Linked DNA regions of Mus musculus: all the other regions are linked to region 6. A link is a contact called in public HiChIP or PLAC-seq and promoter capture Hi-C data. All regions are on one chromosome and are shown on one strand. Each heading gives the region's core, a stretch centred on a gene start, on an enhancer-like site or on the middle of the called end of the contact. The rest is flanking DNA. Distances are from core to core; before and after follow the strand shown.

Region 1 (2,746 bases), core at 125-2,624, 600 kb after region 6:
AAATCCAGAGACATCTGGGCAGTGTCCAAACATCACACAAGCTCAGGGAACTGCAAACATCTGCACTGGGCTCCCATCGTGGGGCAGTCTGCCGTCCTGTCCCGCTCTCTCCTCCTTTTATGCTTCTGTTCATCTAACGAAGAACAAAACAGCACACAGAGAAGCAGAGAAGATGGGCAGCAAAAGGACTCAACAGATGTAATACTGCCACGCTCAAGAGCCTGTGTGAATTTTTGAGCTTCTTCGGGAGGCAACGGGTGGCTCCGGGGTATCCCAGCATCTTGCAGTATGGTCAGAGTCTTGACTGATACTTGACTCTGGAGGGAAGCTGACGTGGAAGATCACGTGAGCCGGTGTGTTGGAGACCAGCGTGGACAAAAAGCTAGATTTGGTCTCAGAAGACAAAACACACCAACAGTAAACAAAGGAGAAAAAAAAAACACCCAAATTTTTGTTTCTTTTTAATATTAAATTACAGGGAAATGGGCCCAAAGCCTAGTGTGATTTGACTGTCATGGAATTATAAAATTGTGACCACGCTCTAACAATTAAAGGCTATGTCAACGTGGAGAAGTGGAGAATGTTGGAGGCACAGTTAACACTGGGAATTTGACGCTTCAGCTAGTCTCCAAAAAGAATGACAGGGATCTAGTCTGCTGAGGGGAAAGGGTTGGAAGAGCATTCCACACGGAAAGGAATAGCAGTTTCTTAGAGCAGCAGGCAGCGCAGAGGGTGGCTCATTTTACTGGAGGAATTTTTACAATGTTAATTTCATTGATTTGTTTGCCTTTGATTTATTTTACTTCCTTCGGGTTGAAAAGTCTTTTCCCTCCTTTCTGCCAGTCTGGATTCCAGAATGCCAGCCTTAGGCTGCTGCCACCAGCGGAGTGTACTCGCTGGGACAACTGCACCGTCTGCTCTGGCATCTGGCATATGGCATCCTCCAGCTTTCTCCGTGTTTCTGTTTGTTTGTTTGCGTTTGGTTTTAGCCAATCTAAGTAACGTAATTTATATCTCGTTATTGTTGTAACCCGATTTTTCTGATCCTGAATACATCTTTTGTCCTATGTCCGTAGGCTTGGTGGGGTAGTAGGGGTCTGAAGTGTCCAGTGTGGGAGGGCTTGTTGAGGCATCAAGGTTGGGAGGTCCCAGGGGGATTGCGCGCAGGGACCTAGGCAGCTTGAAGGCGTGTGTGTGTGTGTGTGTGTGTGTGTGTGTGTGTGTGTGTGTGTGTGTAAGCTGTGGGTGCCCGGGTCGGATTCGCGGATGGGCTGATAATGAGCAGGGGCTACAGAGAGATGCAAAGCCTCCACCACCCACTCCCCGCTCTGCGCGCTCCCAGCTCTGCGCTCTCCCCGCCCTGGCAACTAAACGCCTAGCACCAGCCGGGAGCTGCAGGATGGAGGAGGAGCTGGCTTGGGAGACCCACGGCTGTGAGTCCCAATGCCGCTGGCGGGGGCGGGGCGGAGGATGGGGGGGGGTGCGCAGAAAGAACGGATGCCTGGTGGGAGGACCCCAGGTCACAGAGGGTGACCCAGAGAGAGGCTGGCCCTTGGCCTGGACACCTCTGTCTCAGTCTTCTCTGTGGCTTCCGAAAAAAAAAAAAAAAAAAAAACAGAAGAATGCCGCACAGGTGTAGGGCACAGTGGCTGAACATCTGGGACTCAGGGTGTCCTGAACAAGGCAAGCTCGAGTGACAACGATCCTTGATAATAACTTGCTTTGTGTGGCAGTCCTTAAAGCAGGTCAGGCCAGTCTTCTGTCTTTGCTACTATATGGGTTGGGCCTACTGACATCTCCATTTTTCAGATGAGAGGGCTGAGAGACAGGGTGAGGTCACATGACTGTAGAAATGCTGAAATCAGGAATAGGAGCACACACAATTTGGCCGGTAGAATGTTTGTTTAATATGCACAAGGCCGTGGGTTCAATCCCAAGCACCATGTAAAACCAGGCGTGTGGCACACATCTGTAATCCTAGCACTGGGGAAGTAGAGGCAGGAGGATCAGGAATTCAACATCACCTTCCATCCTTGGCTACACAGGGAGTCCAAGGCCACCTGGGCTACATGAGACCCTGTCAGCCACCACCACCACCACCACCACCACCACCACCAAAACAAACACTTAAAGATCTCAGTTCACCCAGAATAAAATGGGGTGTAGACACCATATCAAAGAAGGAACCAGGGCCTAGGAAAGAGGTGCTGTGGTCAGCCCTATCCCTGTGTGAGATAAGGAACTTCAGAGCCTCTTTCAGAATGTACTTAGAACCAGGACATCTCAATGTGTGGGAAGCATGCATGTAGCTGGGAGACCTTTGGTGCCCTGCCTGGGAGAGGAAAGAGGACTGAGCCATCAGCTCCTTTGAGAAGTCTTAGTCCTGCTGCCCAGTCTGAGCCCTGCCCACTGAACCCGGGAGAGCTTTCTCAAATCCCCATAGTCCTGCCCACTGGACTTCAAAATGCTGAAGCCAGCTGTTACCATCCTCCCAGATGAATGAGGAATGGGGACTGGGCTCCCTTAAGCCTAAGTGTGGCTTTAAAATTTTGTATTATTATTATTATTATTATTATTATTATTAACAGATTCTCACAGTATATTCCTGGGGTTGTCTTTGAATTCACTATGTAGACCAGGCTGTAGATTTGCCTACCTCTCCCTCCAAGTGTTGGGACTAAAGATATGTGCCTTGCTTTGTTATTTGTTTGTGTGTGCTTATGTGTACCGGAAGAAACCAGAAAAA
Region 2 (2,700 bases), core at 148-2,647, 830 kb after region 6:
TGTTGTCAACCAAATTTAAACATGATGAATTTAATACCCCTAGTACCAAACTGTAATACCTTAAGCCCTCAACGAATGTAGGTCAAACAATACATTAAAATTATGTTTCTTTCCAGTGTTTACAAATCAAACCTCTGGAACTGGGACACCTACTTGAGGTGTGGCAATGTTTTAAGACTAAATCTTACACTTACGTGTCAATACTAAATGCTTCCGCCTATGTTACTCCATTTCATGTGTATTATAAACTGCCAATTATACAGTTAGTAGACAATGATGATTTTAGAATTAGTCAAAAAAAAAAAAAAAAGGAAAACTGCTTTTATTGATCCAAGGATCGTCATGAAAAGACATCTGTAAGTTCAGAGCCTAACAAGACCTAGCCTTACAATCTGATATGCATAGACTTGTGGGAAAGAAAAACGGGTTTCATTCCCGGAATCTCTTGGCAGGTGTGCACTCTGTCACAGGTCCTGATGAATAGAGAAGCAAAGTAAACAAGAGCCACTCCACTCTTAGAGGCTGATCCCAGCTGTCAAGCTGGGGAAGCGGGCGAATGACTGTTGCTAAATTTAAGTATTTCAGGAATTCCAGCGGTCGTTTTCGCCCCACCTCCCCGCTGCTTTCTTGGGACCCCAAGTTTCCCAAATATCTTGGGACCCCAAGTTTCCCAAATATCTGGAAGGCCAGCGAGCTGTGTTTACGTCTTGTCGTCCCCGAGACCGCACAATGTCAGTGACACCCTTGCGCTGCCGGTCCAGGCGACTAGCCCGACAACCGGGCACAGACTCCCCAAAAGTGACAGGCCCCAAGAAGGGCTGCACGGGGGACACTTTTAACGAGTGTTGCGTCGCACTCGGTTGTTCTCCCTGAGTTGAGGCGAGATGGCCTCATTCCAGCCCCCAAACTCCGAAGGCCCGAGAGCTCACAGGCCAGCGATAGCCCACCGGGTTTCCTTCCAATCCGACAGCCAGGTACTCCAGAGGCTCGTAGCGCCTCGCAGCCTTCAAGCCCTCCTCTCCCCCCGGGATCCCCACAGGTTCACTCGCCGAGAGCCCAGAGCGGGCACCGGCTCGGGACTACTTCGTTACCTCTCTGCGCGGAGGTGAGCGAAGTGGTGAGAAGCCGGGCGGCCGCAGCGCCGCAGGTACAAGCGCCGCAACTGGACATCTCCGCGGGGCCTAGGCCAGGGCTTCGCGCCCTGAGGATCGAGGGGGCTCAGCGACCCGATCGTGTCGCGCGAGTGTTCCGCTGACTGGCTCCGCTCCCTTCCGTCGGTTCTATGCTGGCGCAGCGTTTTCCCCACCAGGCAGCCAGGCCTGGACGATCCCAGCGTCCCACCGCCTTCTACTCACCGGAGTAGGCTCCTCCCCTCCTCCCCTCCCTCCCTACTCTCCCCCATTCCCCGCCCACCCCGGCCGGGGAGCGTGCGCGCGCTTGCGTCCTAGACCCAGGAGGAGGCGTGAGTTTACGCTGCGCATGCGTGGAGACTAACGTGATTCCAGAGAATGGGGCGGTAACCTGGGCACCAATGAGCGCGCTACGGCAAGCGGCGAACCCAAAATTTTGCGGTCGCCTAATTTCTCGGGAAGTCTCTTTATTCGGATGTTAAAAAGTTTTAGACCCAAAGAGACACGCGCCGTGTCGGGAGTTGACCCTACGCTTCTTAGGAGCAGGGGAAATAAAAGCGCAAAAAGGTGAGGATCTTTTTTAAGTGATCCGAAAACTAAGAATGTAATTCAGTGGTAAAGACCATAATCCCACATAATAATTATAAACAGACAGTAACTACCAGGCGCTTGCACTTCGGCAAGTTCCTTCCTTCATGGACTCTATATCCTGGCTTCCTTTATGTTCGCTGTTTCGTTTCATTTGCAGCATGGAAATGGTCTCCTAATCCCACTCCCACTCCGAGCAACAAGCTGGATAGAGCTAGCTTTCCTTGCTCTTTCAAGCTTTGTGATGATAAAGTTTTCAGTCGGGGCTAGTTGCCTGTGTGGATTTTTGTTTTGGTTTTCTGAGCGAGGGTTTGTCTGTGTAACCTTGGCTGTCCAAGAACTCCCTCTGTAGACCAGGCTGACCTCGAATTTAAGAGTACTGCCTCTAACACCATATGGGTTTTATTTGGGTTTGGTTTGGAATTTATGCCAGAGTAATTATATATATATCATCAACTCTAGCCGCCAAATTGCTAGGTGGCCTGGAACTTGTTCTGTAGCTGAAAATGGCTCTGAACATCTGATGCCTGTGCTCCCACCTCTAGATGAGACTACCGAGTTGTACCACACCCTGCTGGAACCTTTAGACAGAAACTGTGAGGAAAGAGAATTAAGCCAGGATCAACACCAGTTCACTTACATTAACCAGCGTCAATCTCCAGCCAGAAAAGTGACTTCCAGTTCCCCGGGTCTAGCTCACAGAAGGGGAATTCCAGGTGGTTCATACTACTACAGGGTTCTTTCTTAGAGAGCTGACTCGTGGTAACACCTCATGGTAAAGTTTCAGAGATGAAAGAGAATTCTTGTCTTTCTTCACTAAGACCCACTCCTTCTTCAGCTGCATCCAGGAATACAGTTGTGAGGAGAGACTCAAGTCCTCTCAGTATGTTGCTTTCCAACTGTGTTCTTAGACTCTCTCAGAAGCTCTCCCTCCATGGATGCTGTGAGCAAACCAAGAGGGCTGTCTCTGGCTTCTCCCGCC
Region 3 (2,703 bases), core at 60-2,559, 860 kb before region 6:
GTCTGGGTCTCTTTACTCTTCACCAGTGGGTGGTGACCATTTTTGCCATTTTCAAAGAACATTCAGACAAGCCATTCTTTAGATTGCAGAGGGTCAGAGCAGTAAATTCCAGAACCGGGGGGTGTTCTATGAGCCTCTTGATCTTTCTAGACTCCCCACCTATCAAATAAGGATAGCACACAGTCCTACTTCCTAGACTGGTTTTTTTTTTTTAAAGATTCATTTTATTTATATGAGTCCACTGTAGCTGTCTTCAGACACACCATAAGAGGGCATCGGATCTCATTACAGATGGTTGTGAGCCACCATGTGGTTGCTAGGAATTGAACTCAGGACCTTTGGAAGAGCAGTCAGTTCCCTTAACTGCTGAGCCATCTCTCCAGCCCTCCCAGACTGTTTTTAAGAATCTAAAATCCATACACAACTCCCAAGTGTGGCCAAGCCCAGACCTGGTCCTCTCAGATGGTGGAAATAGTTGAAGGCCAAGTTTCTGAGGCTAAGTATGCATGTAGACCCCAGTCTCACACAGGTGAACATTTTCAAATGGTTAGGGAGGGAGGAAGAAAGTGTGTTCTGGGCAAGGCAAACCGATGACAGAATGGAACTAAAGTGACCCATAGTTTGCTTTGCAGGTATGGACGGCAGAGAGTTGGGGTGACTCACCCCCAGCCCAGTCAATGGATCAAATCATTACCCTAGGCATCCAGTGTCCTTGGTTTTTGTAAAGATGCCACCCACCTCCACCTACTTGGGAAATCCAGGTGCAGCCAAGGCTGAGAGCCGTGGTTTTTAATGATGACTTCAGAGTGGTGAGGCTCACGTGAGCACAGAGCTCAGCAATGAGGTTCTGGGAAGTCCCTTGGACATGTGTTGCGACCGACAGTCATTAGGCATTCATTCTTTCCCCTTTCCATAATGAGTCATTGAAGGAGAATAAGGGGCAAGTTCAGAGTGCACTGGCCAAGCTCCCAATCTGGAAGTCTTCAGCCTGACCCCCAAGTCATGCACACTTGTCTCCAAATTGTCCATCTGCTGGGGTGGGAATGGGAGGAGAGAATAGAAGGCCATTGGATAATAACATCTGATTGGATAGTCCACAGGCCCCACTGACATTAGTGAGTGAGTTTAATGAAGACATCTGGGTATCTCATCAGTAGGCTTTAGACCAGAGATTTGAATCTGAGCATGTGGGATTCTCTCCCGGGAAAAGCAACTAGATGGCACGTTAGGGAAACGCTGAAGGGGTGGAGATGGCTTAGTGAGTAAAGTGCTGGCTATTCAAACATACAAACCTACGTTCAGCTCCCCAGCACCCACATAAAAAGCTGGGTGTGGTGGTGTGTCTGGAATGTCAGGACTGGAGAGGCAGAGACTGGAGGATGCCCCCGGCTTGCTAGCCAGTCAGTCTATCAATCAGTGAACTCCAGGTTCAGTGAGAGATCCCATCTCAAGAAATAAGGCAAAGAGTGATAGAGGAAGACAGCCAGCGTCACCCTCAGGTCTCCACATGTCTATGCATACGCCCACACATATACATATGTGCACTTATAAATACATATTACATGCATGCGCACACACACACACACAAACAGAAGAAAGTATAAGAGGAAAAAAATAGTCCAGATAGATCCTTGGACAAGAGAATCTGCTTCAACTGGAGGAGGGGGGGCTAAGACATGCCCCTTAGAGACATGAGACAGAGAAGCAGAGATTATTCTGGGCTCTCTTGACTCTTGTGCCGGGAGCTATTTGGTTTGCCCGGCTGCCAAATCCTAAAGTTCACAAGACAGTCACAAGCGTGGAAAGACGCCAGCATTCCTGGGGTGAGATTCCCAGAATTCCCAGTTTATTGTAAGCCTCTCACCCCTCAGGTCAGCCCCTCTCCACTGTGGTTTTAGAAACAGTGCCTCCCACACACACATGCACAAAAAGAATGTTAGGGATATTTATATGGTAGAAGCTTCAACAATGTTGGCCACCCACGGACATAAACTTGAATATGTAAACTTCCCCCTGAGATGCTATCTCCGGCATATCTGAGGCTCATGGTATGGAGTGAGTCACTCACTCCTTCTACAGAGAGCTGTGCACTTAGGCCTGGCCAGAGCTGGCATTTCCCCCTTTAAAATGAGCCATTCTAGTTTAATATAAACCTCACTCACTAACTCATATTTGCCTTGAAGCTTAAGCTTTGAAACTTTCCACTGTTTGGTTTTCAAGCAGAAACTTGCTGCCTCTCCCTTTGTGTACTGCCAGGACCCCATCCGAGCAACCTTCAGGAGTCTCCCCTGTGCCCACAAGAGCCTCACCGGTCTTCTCCACAGCTGTGCTTCCCTGTTCTCTCCTGGAAGTCTGTTCTCCACGTGGTCACCAGAAAGACTGTCTCGATGTACAAATCTACATGTGTCAGCACTTTCTTTGGGATATTTTCCACTCTAAGGCTAAAGCCCAAGCCTGCCTTCCAGTGAGCTCGCTTTGACCCTTCCCAGCTCTGCCCCTCTGGCAGCCACGTTCGACTCCCAGCTCCCCCAACCCCTTCCCTGCTGCATCCATGATCAGTTTCCAGAGCAGGCCCTTGGGAAGGTTCGCTCCAGGACCCCCAACCTAGGGCAGGTCTCTGCTTTAAACTGTGACTAATGACTAACACCACCCTTCTAAGGAGCCTTTATCTCCCCTTATAATTAAACATGCATGAATGAGACT
Region 4 (2,700 bases), core at 186-2,685, 820 kb before region 6:
CTCTTCATTTTTCTTGATAGCATGTAAAGTACTTGTCATTTATATATTAAGTGATGTTTTAACAGAACTTAAGTTTAACAGAATTTCCTGTAAATTCTGTAAACAATAATTATTCTAGAAGTCACTTGTTTTTTTTAAGGTGAAACATTAAATTTAGTATTCCAGAACCGTTAACATTTCAGCATGTAACAGACATGTCATCTGTTTCAAGTTATAGCTTCAGTGTAGTGTTTTACTCTTAAATTCTGTTTCCATTTCCACATGTTAAGTACTAAACAGACACATATGGTATAGCAAACACATCAGACAGCAGTTTGAGAATGAAGAATCAACATATATTTTATTTGCATTGCAAAAAAGAAAATTCATCATCTTAATGATCATCTTAAGTTAAAGACTTAAGTCAACGTATCCTTTACCTGGCTCCCATATGTTTCTACAAAGGTTTGAGTATGTTTCTTTAAAATGACCCTTATGACAATTCTGTAATGTCATTTCTAGTCAACAGTGGATCCTGACTTATTAAAGTGTGAATCTTTCCTGAAACGTCCTTTAGGACAGGGAAATTTGAAATTTTATACCTGGACATTTCACATCCATGAAGTAAGAATTTGGGCTCTGAACCAGCCGTTTCTTCTTATGTTTTTTCTTCTCCTCCTCCAAGGAAGGGTGTAACAGATCTCTAGCCAGCTGTGGAAGGAAACATATTGTTACTACTGGAGTCACAGTACACGGGTGGCAGCCCGAATCACACGAGGAACGCAAAGCAGGAGCAACAGGCACACTCCGCAGAGGGGGTACTTAAGACCCTAACTTTTCAAGATAGGACCACTTTCACCCACACGTTGCCAGTCCTTTCCTGGCACTTTACAGCGCTCGGGCAGCATATGGGAGAGAGAACCCCTTTGTCGTTTGGCTGGGTAGCCATCAAAGCTAAGTAAAAACCAGCGTCTGGCTCGGGCCTCCCCGAAGCCGCAGCGCAGCAGATCAGAACAAGGCCGGGATGACCTCAGCCCCGGGGCTCCACATCCAATGGCCAGCACAGGGCTGCGGCATGCTCGCCCGGGGTGGAGTGAACGTGTCGGAAGCTGCGAGGCCCGTTAGTGACCCTGAAGCCCATGGTGAGCTGGGAGCTGCACCCCACGGGCTGGCCACTCACGCGAGCCCGGACAGGGCCCGCCACGCCATGCCGCGCCGTGTCGCCCGGACAAGTCTCAACAAGCCCGCCATGCCTCGGCCCGCAGGAGCAAGAGACGCCGCGGGCTTAGCCGCCTGCCGAGGCGCCAGACTAACAGAAAGCCTGAAGGAAAGCAAGCCCGAGCCCAAAGTCAAAAACTTACGGGCATGGTGACGGCTCCGCAAGCGCGGCCGCTCCAGGTCGCCGAGACGAACTGCTCGCTTTCGAGCGCCCCTCAGCAACTTCCGGGATAGAGGCGGCGGGGAGGAGTGGAGAGGAGTGGAGGCGGGGGCGACCGCTCTAGGCTCCCGTCTCAGTGGTACGGCTCCCGCCCTGACCGCCGGGCCAAGTCCAATGAGGGACATTTAAATGGCTTCTGCGTTAAACTCCGACTCCGCCCTGCACCCAGGCCGGGCTTCGGAGGCCCGGGCATTAGGCATTAGAGGGAAACCAGACCCGAGGCTGCAACTAGCCTGGTCTCCCCTGTTCATTGTGCGGGGCAGCGGACAGGGGGACACACGGAACAATAATCTTTGTTCTTCGCTGTATTACAAACACCATAGGCGAGCCTGGGAGGGGGCTGGCTCAGCGCTTAAGAGTGTGTGTTGGTTAAGACTGTGTACTGCTCCCGCAGACGATCTGGGTTTGGTTTTCAGAACCGAGCTGGGCGGTTCGAAACTGCCTCAAACTCAACTCCAGGGAGATCTGCAGGTCTTTTCTGATCTCTATGGCACTGCACTCCCTATGCGCGCGCGCGCACACACACACTCATAATTAAATTTAAAAATCTGATTTTGGGGTTGGAGGTGTAGCTCAGCTAATAGCATGCTTGCCTTGCCTTCATGAAGCCTTAGGTTAAATCCCTAACACCACTAAATAAATAATTTTTAACTAGAAAGATCCCACTGACGGGTTGTGAAACAAACTTCTAGTCTTGTGTCTGTGCCTTCTAAGGAGTGAGACTTGAAGTTCTGCACCGGATAGGCTTCACCTCCGGTTTGCTTTGCTCTGAAATAGTTTTTTAAACAAATCCCATTTGCTGCTGTGTTTGATATGCCTCTGTCTCAGAAAACGTGGTAGGTGGCACCTAAGAAAGAAACCTGATATTGACCCCCTGGCTTAAACACACACACATACACCATTTATAAGCTTGACCCTAAGACTGTCCTACCAATTTGGGGAAAAAAAAAAGATGTATAATACTCAATTTGCATAAAGCAGAAGAAAATTAAAACACCGCATTCCCTCATGGAGGAGTGCTCACCCAGTAAGTAAGAAACCCCGAGTTTGATTTCCAGCACTGGATACATCTAGGGGTATGGGGCACACTTATTATAATCCAGCACTTGGGGTTTAGGCAGGAGGGTTGGAAATTCAAGATCATCTTCAGCCATATGGGGCCATCTCTGGAACACCAAAAATGAATAAACTGTAAGTCAATACTAAATATGGTGATATAGATAACTATGTAAATTATTATGTGTGTACGGGGAAAATAATGGTCCTAGAAGTTCCAATGTCTC
Region 5 (2,837 bases), core at 225-2,724, 920 kb before region 6:
ATAGAACCATTTCCTTAGCTAATTTGTACCATGTTTTCAGCACCAGCATCCAAATGCCTTACAGAGAGAGACAACTCCCTGTAAGGATCCAAGCAAGGAAACTGGACTAACAAGATGGCTCAGCAGGTAAAGGAGCTTGCTATCAAGCACAAAGACCTGTGTTGGATTCTTTTTTTTTTTTTTTTTTTTTTTTTTTTTTTTTTTTTTTTTTTTTTTTTTAGATTTATTTATTTATTATATGCAAGTACACTGTAGCTGTCTTCAGACACTCCAGAAGAGGGCATCAGATCTCATTACGGGTGGTTGTGAGCCACCATGTGGTTGCTGGGATTTGAACTTCGGACCTTTGGAAGAGCAGTCGGGTGCTCTTACCCACTGAGCCATCTCACCAGCCCCCTGTGTTGGATTCTTAAAGAGTTGCTCTCTGACCTCTACAGTCCACCAAAGCACGAATGCACCTCCATGACCCCGCCCCCCAAATAAGTAACCGACTCTAGTAAAACATGCAAATGAATAAATGGAGGGAAGCTACAGCATTGAAGCTGTTACAAATCACAGCTGCCGATGACTAAAGACCAGACACACACACACACACACACACACACTCACACTCACACCACTGACTCCCACAGGGAAGAAAAACGCCTAGACCGCTACACACTGACACACTCCCTCTGCCCTTTCCAAAGCACAGCGCAGGCACTTTTGGGCCTTAAGTCCCTAAAGTATTTTACTACCCACCCCCAGTTTGGTGAAAAGACTCGAGACTGCCTGTGTGTCACTATGTCCACTATCAGGGGCAGAGAGACAGGGTCTCAGGAATGGCCCTCAAACCTTCCTCCACCTCTATTTCTCTGCTCTGGTTGAAATGTCCAGACCGTGAGAGCCCAGGACGACAACTGGTGAGTGGGCTGAGTGCTGCCACAAGGACCCAGCTGGGTACCGAGAGCTCCCAGGCCCAGAGGGGAGGGGCAGTGGCCGTGACTGGCAGCCCCCGGACCTTACAATGAGCAGCACCCCAGGACCTGGAGGCAGAGTGAGCCGGTGCGCACACACCACCTGCCCTATTCCGGGTGGTTCCGGGCAGGCTCTTCTGGGGACCTTGACCGCCAGACGATGGCTCTGAGAGGTGGCTAGAGACTCTCGCCCAGTGCCGGGCTCCTCTCCAGCGAGGTCCCGGCGCTCTTTCCCAGGCGTGCAGGTTTAGAAATAGGACGGCCTCGCCCGGCCGCGGCCTCGGAGGCTCGGGTCCCCATATATAGTCATATCCACCGTCAACTGGGAGGCCGGCAGGCGGCAGCGAATGGGCGTGCGGGCCCCCGCGGGAGGAGCGAGGAGGGGGCACGGGGCGGAGGCAGGAGACTGGGAAAGGGGGAAGGAGGAACAAGCTTTTCCAAAAAAGTATTGGCTGTCCTAAGGAATGCGGTCGCCCCCCTGGGAAAGTACATATCAGGGAGCAGCAGGCAGCTCCGCGCTCGCACTCCGGCTCTGCTACCCCACCGCGCTCGCGTCTCCTCTCGCTCCGCTGCCTAAGGGCCCCTCGCCACCGCCACCATGGACGCCATCAAGAAGAAGATGCAGATGCTGAAGCTCGACAAAGAGAACGCCTTGGATCGAGCTGAGCAAGCGGAGGCTGATAAGAAGGCGGCGGAAGACCGGAGCAAGCAGGTCTGCATTTATCCCCAACCTCCAATGCCCCAGCTTAGCGTGGGTCGCTCAGCCCCGGGACCCGAACTGGCTCCCTTTCCTCATCCCATCCCCAGCCAGGGTGTCCAGGGGCGCACGTTTAAAAAAGAAAAGGAGAAGCGCGAGAGTTAGACTGATTCTAACTTTTCTGTCTCGTCCGAGGACGCTCGTGGCCCTTCTCTGACTCCCACGGTCTGCGAGGTCCACTGAGCTTCTTCCCTAGAGAGGCTCTTGACTCTTAGGGTTGGGAATCAGTTTTGAAAGAGGAAGAGAGAAAGGATACAAGTTCCCGGGTTGCCTGGAGGGAAGGGTGGGGGAGCGGAGCAAGGCTCAAGTCCTAAGGTGTCCGAAGTTCTTTGGACTTTTTGGTTGGGGAGAAAGATCCCTCAACACGGGATGAAGACTTTGAAGGGAAGAGGAGGGAGTCACTGAATTATTTCCTAAGAACAAAGATGGGACAGAATGGGAGACACACGGAAAGCTAGCCAAACAAGGACATGTTTCGGCAGTCCCTCAAATTGAGAACCTGAGCTTGCTGTCCTCGGCCGGCCGGAGCGTGTGGTCCCGGGTTGGGGGGTGGTGTGCGAGATGAGTCACTGAGTGAGATCTCTGGGAGAGATATCTTAGGGTCCCTTGAGCCCCAAAGCAGCGATCCCTTAGCCCCAGGGCTCCAGCCAACCTGGCACCCATTTGTTATGTGTCTCCCACCCGGTCCATGCCGGCCGCCCGCGCCCGCTCGCCGCTACCCCAGCTCGAGGAGGACATCGCAGCGAAAGAGAAGCTGCTGCGGGCGTCGGAGGACGAGCGGGACCGGGTGCTAGAGGAGCTGCACAAGGCGGAGGACAGCCTCCTGGCTGCCGACGAGACCGCCGCCAAGGTACCCCGGGCGCGCGGCGAGGCACTGCACACGAATGGCTAACTCTTTCTCTTTCTCTCTCCCTCCCTGTCTTTCCCTCTCTCTCTCTCTCCCGCTGTCCCTGTCCTTTATGGTCTATGCACCCTCAACCCGCACCTTGCGGGATCACGCTGCCTGCCGCACCCCACCCCCTCCCCCTTCCCCCCTCCCCGTACTCCACTGCCAACTCCCAGCTGGAAGATGAGCTGGTGTCACTGCAAAAGAAACTCAAGGGCACTGAAGATGAACTGGACAA
Region 6 (2,802 bases), core at 294-2,793:
ATCAAGGTTACTACTACTGGAAGATATTCTAGAACGGAGACTCTACAGCTATTTCTCAGAGGAAGCCACTTCCAAACAAATTTTTCTTACTTTCTGACCAGGCCGGAAGTGGATTTCCTTTGCGGTGAAAGGGGTTATTTTGGAAGACCAATGTTGATAGGCATGCCTACGGACAGGGAAGGCTTAGTTTTCTTATCTCCTAGAAACTTAGTTTAGTGCAGCTTCTCTCCATGGGGAGGATTTCTATCGACCACCACCCAAATTACAGCGAGAGAACTTTATCTGTGTTCACTATGTAGTAATGATAACGGAGATGAACATCCTAAAAAAGCATTTCTTAACCTTTTTTTTGTGTGTTCATGGCTGTGATGGGTGCCAGTTACAGAGTTGATTGTGTTTCCACCTCAAATATTTATTAGACACTTAATTTGCCATACACAATGTGTATGCAGGAATAAAAGTTACAAACTAAGACACTCTCCTGACCTTCAGGCAGTTTACTTTATCTGTAAGGGAATCCACCCCTAATGTTGAGTTTGCAGTTGTAAACAGCCAACTTTGCTAGGCCTGGTGGCTCATGCCTGTAATTCCAGCACTTGGGAGGCCGAGGGAGGAGCATTGAGTTTGAGGCCAGCTTTGGACACAGAATTTCAGGCCTGCCTAAGGTGGTTTCAACCAGAAAAGCAAACCACCTCTGTTGGTGTTAGTGGCAGGTTTCAGCTCCTTGAAAGGATCATCTTGCAAATTAGTCCGTGATAACATAACCTATGTTATCTTTAAACTCTAGTTGACTTCGACTCACCAACCTGTGATTAAGTTCCGGGAACTTTTTTTTTTTTCGAGGCAGGGTTTCTCTGTATAGCCCTGGCTGTCCTGGAACTCACTCTGTAGACCAGCCTGGCCTTGAACTCAGAAATCCACCTGCTTCTGCCGCCCGAGGGCTGGGATTAAAGGCGTGTCACCACGCCCGGCTATAACCCAAAATTCTTAAGGACCGAATTTAATACACGGAAATCTCCCCTTTGTGTGAAGCCTGGCTTCTCAAAAAATCGATAACTTCTTTTTATTGTTGCACACTGTAACACTGAGTGTGTTTAAATTGTTGACTTACAAGACTGCCTCATTAAACTGTGAGCCAGGAGCTTTTGTGTTTGTATTTGAAACGCACAGTAAGGTGCCAAGCTCACAGTGAATGCTCTGTATATGTTAAATGAATTAATGTCCAAAAACTAAGTGGCAAAACTTCCTGCAGTCGTTTCAGCCCTCAATCAAAAATATTTATTGAATCTCTCAGAGAACACTGTGCTTGGCATGAGCAGGTGGCATGCAGAGGTTTTCAAACATTGTTAGTCACAGACTTTATTCAAACAGAACCTTAGAAGCGTGACAGATAGAGCCATGCAGGGCACAAAGACCCGGAGGAACTCCTCAGCCTCTAGCTCCTCCTCTGCCTACTTGGCCCGCCCCAGTGCAGCCTTGCGGTTCAGTGCTTGGATTGGCTGAGCAGCAGCCCAGGCCCCGCCCTAGGTCCCTCCCCCAGGTTCCGCCCCGATGGTCCCTCTGGGTCCATAACGGCCCTCGCGCACCTCACACGGCTGGAGCGCTTTGCTCGCGGCACTGTCTATAAAGTTGTTGTTGCTGCTTCCGCCACGGGTGGAGGAAGATGGCGTCAGGAGGTGGTGGCTGTAGCGCTTCGGAGCGACTCCCTCCGCCCTTCCCTGGCATGGATCCGGAGTCGGAAGGGGCTGCCGGGGGGTCAGAACCCGAGGCTGGGGACAGCGACACCGAGGGGGAGGATATTTTCACTGGCGCCGCGGCAGCCGTGAGTTCCCATCCTTGGGGCAGCAGACAGAAAAGAGCCCCCCAAAAGAGAACCCTTATTAAGGGTTCGAGGGCTTTGAAGATAGTGGGCCTGGTGGGAAATCTTCGCTCGGTGTCAGCAATCAGGACTCCAGGGCCCTGAGTAGGAAACGAGCCCTAGAGCCTGGCTGCCCAAGCCCGGGCGGGAAGAGACGAGGGGTGTGGTGGCTTCACCACGGATCCTTAATAGCCAAGAGCAACCTAGGCCGTCCCCTGGCCCAGAGGTGTGGTTACCCCAAGGATTCAGCGGGCATTTCTGCTGGTTGTGTCCTGGGCAGACTGACTTTAAACATGACAAATTAGAAAATGAGGTGCAGACCATCAGTTCCCTTGTTTTATTGCACCGAAAGTGGAAACGTGATCTAGGAAGGACCATGACCCGCCCACTGATCCTCCTGTTATACCCAGCACTTCCTGGTCATTACCAAAAGCCCATTCTGGATACTAGTTTATGGAAGTTAGGTTGTGACTCCTTTGATCTCTCCAGGAATCAGGGCAAATGCTGGTTGAGAGAAATAGATTACACGGATCAGAAAGCTTTTGTTTCTGTTAAAAGGATGCATTAAAGTGCTTGGAAACAGATCTGTAAATGTGAAGGGAAAAACTGTCTCCCATAATAAATATCTAGGTTTCAAATGAGAGCTAGCTGCTGGCAAAACAACCAAAACCTCCTTGTCTTTCCGTGTGGAATGTCATGGGTTAACAGCACCAGGAGAGATGTTTTGGGCTGTTTTATGAGAACACTGACTCATACCACTCGGTACAGTTAGTTCCAGCTTAGAAACGTCTTCAGTACCGAGTCTATGCAGTTATCTTCCTTTCTTGGTTATTGTTTCTCTTCAGAGTAGCTAATCAGTATCAGACTGAGTTAAATAACTTTAAATTCTGTATATAGCATGTGTCTGAAAACTTGGAGGTGCCCCTTACATTAGAAAAAATTTA
Region 7 (2,700 bases), core at 3-2,502, 690 kb before region 6:
AAAGGGTTATTATGTACCTATACTTGTGTTGTTTGCTTGTTGGTAGATCAGAAACAAACATTAATGTGTGCTTGTGCACCCTCTGCATACCTGAGGAGCCCAGAAGCAGGCTTTGGATCCCTTGGAACTGGTCTTACAGATGGCTGTGAGCCATCATATGGATGCTGAGAACTGAAACTTCTGTCAGCAAACAAGTACTCTTTACCACTGAGCTATCTCTCCAGCCCCTTAGAATGTGATCGAAAACCAAGAAACTCACTCTACTCAAACCTTTAAAAAGGCCCTCAGAGGGTTTGCTGGGTGAATGAATGAAGAAAGAGATTAATGAAGAGTATTACTATCTACTACTCCATCCGCTAAGTTGCTCACGTTTCTTATTAAGTGTGCAGTATTCTCTTCTTTAAAAAAGAAAATCTTTTTGTGCATGTGTGCATATGTGCATGTGTATGGTGTGTGTGTGTTGGGGGGTGGGGGTGTTTTCATTCCTATGCAAGTGTGAGGACAGGAACCTATATTTGGTGCATATGTGGGGGTCACATGACAACCTTGGGGATTTCCTTCACCTTCTACTTGTTTGTGACAAGGCCTCTGTTGTTTGGTTGGCTGTTGCTGTGAGTGCCAGGAGAGCTGGGCAGGGAGTTTCAGGGAATTCTTTTGTATTCAGCTCCCATCTGACTGAAGAAGTGCTGAGATTATGATTGCCTGCTACCTAGCCAAGATGTGCATGGGTTCTGGGGGTGCACACTTTAGTCCTAACCCCAGTCCTAAGCGTTGAACTCCGGAATTAATACAAATTACGGGAAACAGTCACGTGGGAGCTAGACCCGTAGTCTCTGATGTACCGAACTTTGTAGGATCCGGTGAGACTGCATCAAGCACCAGGCATTGGTGTCTCTATCAGGATATAGAACCCTTTGGTAGGGCCTCTGTTTTCCCTCATTTGTCAACCTAGCATTCTATCTTACTTTTCCTTTTAAGCACTCAATTTCAATCCAGCATAGGATCTTGCCCCTAAATTTCAGCCCCCAAGGGTTTTGGTTCTATGCCTGCTTTTGTCAGAATGGGAAAAACTGGACCTCATCCCTTGACCTGTTGTTCCCAGTACCGGATAACACCAGAAGGTAACACTGTGCTCCGTTTGGCCCAGTGCAGCTGCTAACCTAATTTCCTTTCAGCTGGATAACAGACAACATCAACAGGCACCAGCCCAGGTTCCCCAGGAGACCACAGCAGGTGGCTAGCTTTCTCTCAGAAAGGCTCACTGAAATTGGATCATTCTACCCAGCCTTTGATACTACAGCTTCTACCTCTGTTCTTCTTTTCTTCCCCACTGGGATATTTTCATAATGGAAATTCCAACATGCCAGACAAGCCCATTGCCGCTAAAACCCACCCACCTAAAACAGGATTTTGTTGTTGTTGTTTTGGTTTGGGTTTTTTGTTTGTTTGTTTGTTTGTTTTTTTTGGCAATATCAGAGAAAGTCTGAAAATGTTAATTATATTGACTCATGTTTATATATCTTTTTCTAAAACTAGCAAGTGTTTCTAATTGTAAAAAGCAAATGGTGCAAAATTATATACTTGTTTCAGTAGCCAGTACTTTTTTAACACCTCATAATTTACCAAACTGAACATTACCAAAGTCTCAGGTTCTTGTTGCAGACAGCCTTCTGATTCCAGAATACTTTACTATATTGGAAAGCATTTACAACCAGCCATGAGTTCATATTCAAGTTACTCAGTCTCAGCGCCAGAGCCTCTAATACTTCGGCACTAACTTGGGATAATGAGACTTGCTACAAAGGGTTGTTTGAGAGGCGAATCAGACAGCAGATCAAAACCACCAGGACCAGCACTAAGGAGGAGGTCATTTCCTCCCTCCTCTCTCATTTCCCCTGGTAAAATGAGCTAAAGTTAAATTGACAACAAAATCAGTTCTGAAGACATCCTACAATTTTTACAAGGCACTCCAATATCAAAATTATAAGTATGGAAGCACAATTGGCTACTTTTTCCTCCTTGCATAGACTAAGCAAGTTTGAACAATTTTAAAATTAAAAAGCATTTAAAGACTTTTTTAAAGATAGAAGCTCCTTTGTTTATTTAGTTGCTCTGATTTGCAGCCCCTGGTCATTTTGAGTGTGCAGTCAGCCTGTTGTTGTGGCTTGGTTTTGTAGCCAGGAATATTAGGTACATAAAAAGGAACATTCCTTTTAAAGTAGTCATGGTGGAAGCAATGTATGCTTTCCTGAAATGAGATTGTGTCTGAAAAATCCAACCAACATCCTGAAGTCTGATCGTTGTTTTTCTTGGGTACATCAAAATAGAAGAATAACTTCCCAGATTACAATGAAAAAAGTCATGCATTCTTTTAAACAATCACTGAAAGAATGATTGTATCTTGCACCAGAAATTTACATAAATCCACACACTTATCTGCCTCACATATTTTTTTCTTGAGTCCATACCTTGTTCAGAACACCAGCTTCAGGTTTTTATCTCCTGGTTTCTATGCACATATCTGTCTTAAAGAATAGCCCTAATTTAGTGTGTCCCTTACTGATTGATTCATGCTGCTTTCTCTTGGGCTCCGTAACAAATATTGAAATAGTTTTCATGTAAACTGTTTCACACAATGCATGACAAATTAACTCAAAATGAATCAATAATCTAAATATTTGAGCTAAACCATAAAAAATA

The links. Promoter capture Hi-C pulls out the DNA fragments that hold promoters and counts their contacts. HiChIP or PLAC-seq counts read pairs in DNA pulled down with a chosen protein or histone mark. Capture Hi-C pulls out chosen DNA fragments and counts their contacts.
Region 1: an H3K4me3 HiChIP or PLAC-seq map of fetal liver shows a contact between it and region 6, with 5 times the contacts expected there. The contact joins the promoter of Ankdd1a here to the promoter of Snx1 in region 6. A contact is called at or near these places in 2 of 39 promoter capture datasets (hippocampal neurons and liver) and 3 of 115 datasets of contacts at active chromatin or transcription factors (embryonic stem cells, fetal liver and microglia).
Region 2: a promoter capture Hi-C map of pre-B cells shows a contact between it and region 6, with 5 times the contacts expected there. The contact joins the promoter of Clpx here to the promoter of Snx1 in region 6. A contact is called at or near these places in 4 of 39 promoter capture datasets (the C10 cell line, erythroid cells, liver and 1 more), 2 of 115 datasets of contacts at active chromatin or transcription factors (astrocytes and pancreatic cancer cells) and 2 of 9 other capture datasets (adipose tissue and liver).
Region 3: a contact with region 6 is called in a FOXA1 HiChIP or PLAC-seq map of pancreatic cancer cells. The contact joins the enhancer-like site here to the promoter of Snx1 in region 6. A contact is called at or near these places in 5 of 39 promoter capture datasets (cranial neural crest, liver, neural stem cells and 2 more), 3 of 115 datasets of contacts at active chromatin or transcription factors (large pre-B cells, pancreatic cancer cells and stem cell-derived neural progenitor cells) and 2 of 9 other capture datasets (adipose tissue and liver).
Region 4: a contact with region 6 is called in an H3K27ac HiChIP or PLAC-seq map of extraembryonic endoderm stem cells, with 5 times the contacts expected there. The contact joins the promoter of Rps27l here to the promoter of Snx1 in region 6. A contact is called at or near these places in 11 of 39 promoter capture datasets (the 3T3-L1 cell line, the C10 cell line, the HPC-7 cell line and 5 more), 8 of 484 Hi-C or Micro-C datasets (CD4 T cells, CD8 T cells, adipose-derived mesenchymal stem cells and 4 more), 27 of 115 datasets of contacts at active chromatin or transcription factors (the 230-238 cell line, the SCID.adh cell line, acute myeloid leukemia and 16 more) and 2 of 9 other capture datasets (adipose tissue and embryonic stem cells).
Region 5: a promoter capture Hi-C map of adipose tissue shows a contact between it and region 6, with 2.0 times the contacts expected there. The contact joins the promoter of Tpm1 here to the promoter of Snx1 in region 6. A contact is called at or near these places in 3 of 39 promoter capture datasets (embryonic stem cells, erythroid cells and pre-B cells), 2 of 484 Hi-C or Micro-C datasets (CD4 T cells and CD8 T cells), 5 of 115 datasets of contacts at active chromatin or transcription factors (T-cell acute lymphoblastic leukemia, astrocytes, embryonic stem cells and 2 more) and 4 of 9 other capture datasets (adipose tissue, embryonic stem cells, embryonic tail and 1 more).
Region 7: a contact with region 6 is called in an H3K27ac HiChIP or PLAC-seq map of differentiating embryonic stem cells, with 5 times the contacts expected there. The contact joins the enhancer-like site here to the promoter of Snx1 in region 6. A contact is called at or near these places in 7 of 39 promoter capture datasets (the HPC-7 cell line, cranial neural crest, embryonic stem cells and 2 more), 4 of 484 Hi-C or Micro-C datasets (B cells, CD8 T cells and cortical neurons), 14 of 115 datasets of contacts at active chromatin or transcription factors (the 230-238 cell line, the SCID.adh cell line, T-cell acute lymphoblastic leukemia and 10 more) and 2 of 9 other capture datasets (embryonic stem cells and liver).

What each region holds. Positions count from the first base shown.
Region 1 is chr9:65,518,847-65,521,592 of GRCm38.p6, reverse strand. It overlaps Ankdd1a (ankyrin repeat and death domain containing 1A), which reads left to right and starts at 1,374. Exons shown (of 15, transcript NM_001370871.1): 1 at 1,374-1,433. The coding sequence starts at 1,400.
Region 2 is chr9:65,292,957-65,295,656 of GRCm38.p6, reverse strand. Clpx (caseinolytic mitochondrial matrix peptidase chaperone subunit) reads right to left here and starts at 1,397. Exons shown (of 14, transcript NM_011802.3): 1 at 1,092-1,397. The coding sequence starts at 1,170. It also overlaps the pseudogene Gm16218.
Region 3 is chr9:66,988,372-66,991,074 of GRCm38.p6, reverse strand. No RefSeq gene overlaps it. Among named protein-coding and RNA genes, the nearest start is that of Lactb, 14 kb to the right of the region's middle. Within about 2 kb of position 1,309, at least 135 of the 459 cell types and tissues checked have an H3K27ac peak or open chromatin away from gene starts, as enhancers often do. A contact at or near this core is called in adipose tissue and pancreatic cancer cells, where this site is marked.
Region 4 is chr9:66,944,821-66,947,520 of GRCm38.p6, reverse strand. It overlaps Rps27l (ribosomal protein S27-like), which reads right to left and starts at 1,435. Exons shown (of 4, transcript NM_026467.5): 1 at 1,341-1,435; 2 at 582-690. The coding sequence starts at 1,346.
Region 5 is chr9:67,047,850-67,050,686 of GRCm38.p6, reverse strand. Tpm1 (tropomyosin 1, alpha) reads left to right here and starts at 1,474. Exons shown (of 10, transcript NM_001164248.1): 1 at 1,474-1,668; 2 at 2,776-2,837. The coding sequence starts at 1,555.
Region 6 is chr9:66,123,627-66,126,428 of GRCm38.p6, reverse strand. It overlaps Snx1 (sorting nexin 1), which reads left to right and starts at 1,543. Exons shown (of 15, transcript NM_019727.2): 1 at 1,543-1,822. The coding sequence starts at 1,664.
Region 7 is chr9:66,812,068-66,814,767 of GRCm38.p6, reverse strand. No RefSeq gene overlaps it. Among named protein-coding and RNA genes, the nearest start is that of Aph1b, 18 kb to the right of the region's middle. Within about 2 kb of position 1,252, at least 19 of the 459 cell types and tissues checked have an H3K27ac peak or open chromatin away from gene starts, as enhancers often do. A contact at or near this core is called in differentiating embryonic stem cells and embryonic limb bud, where this site is marked.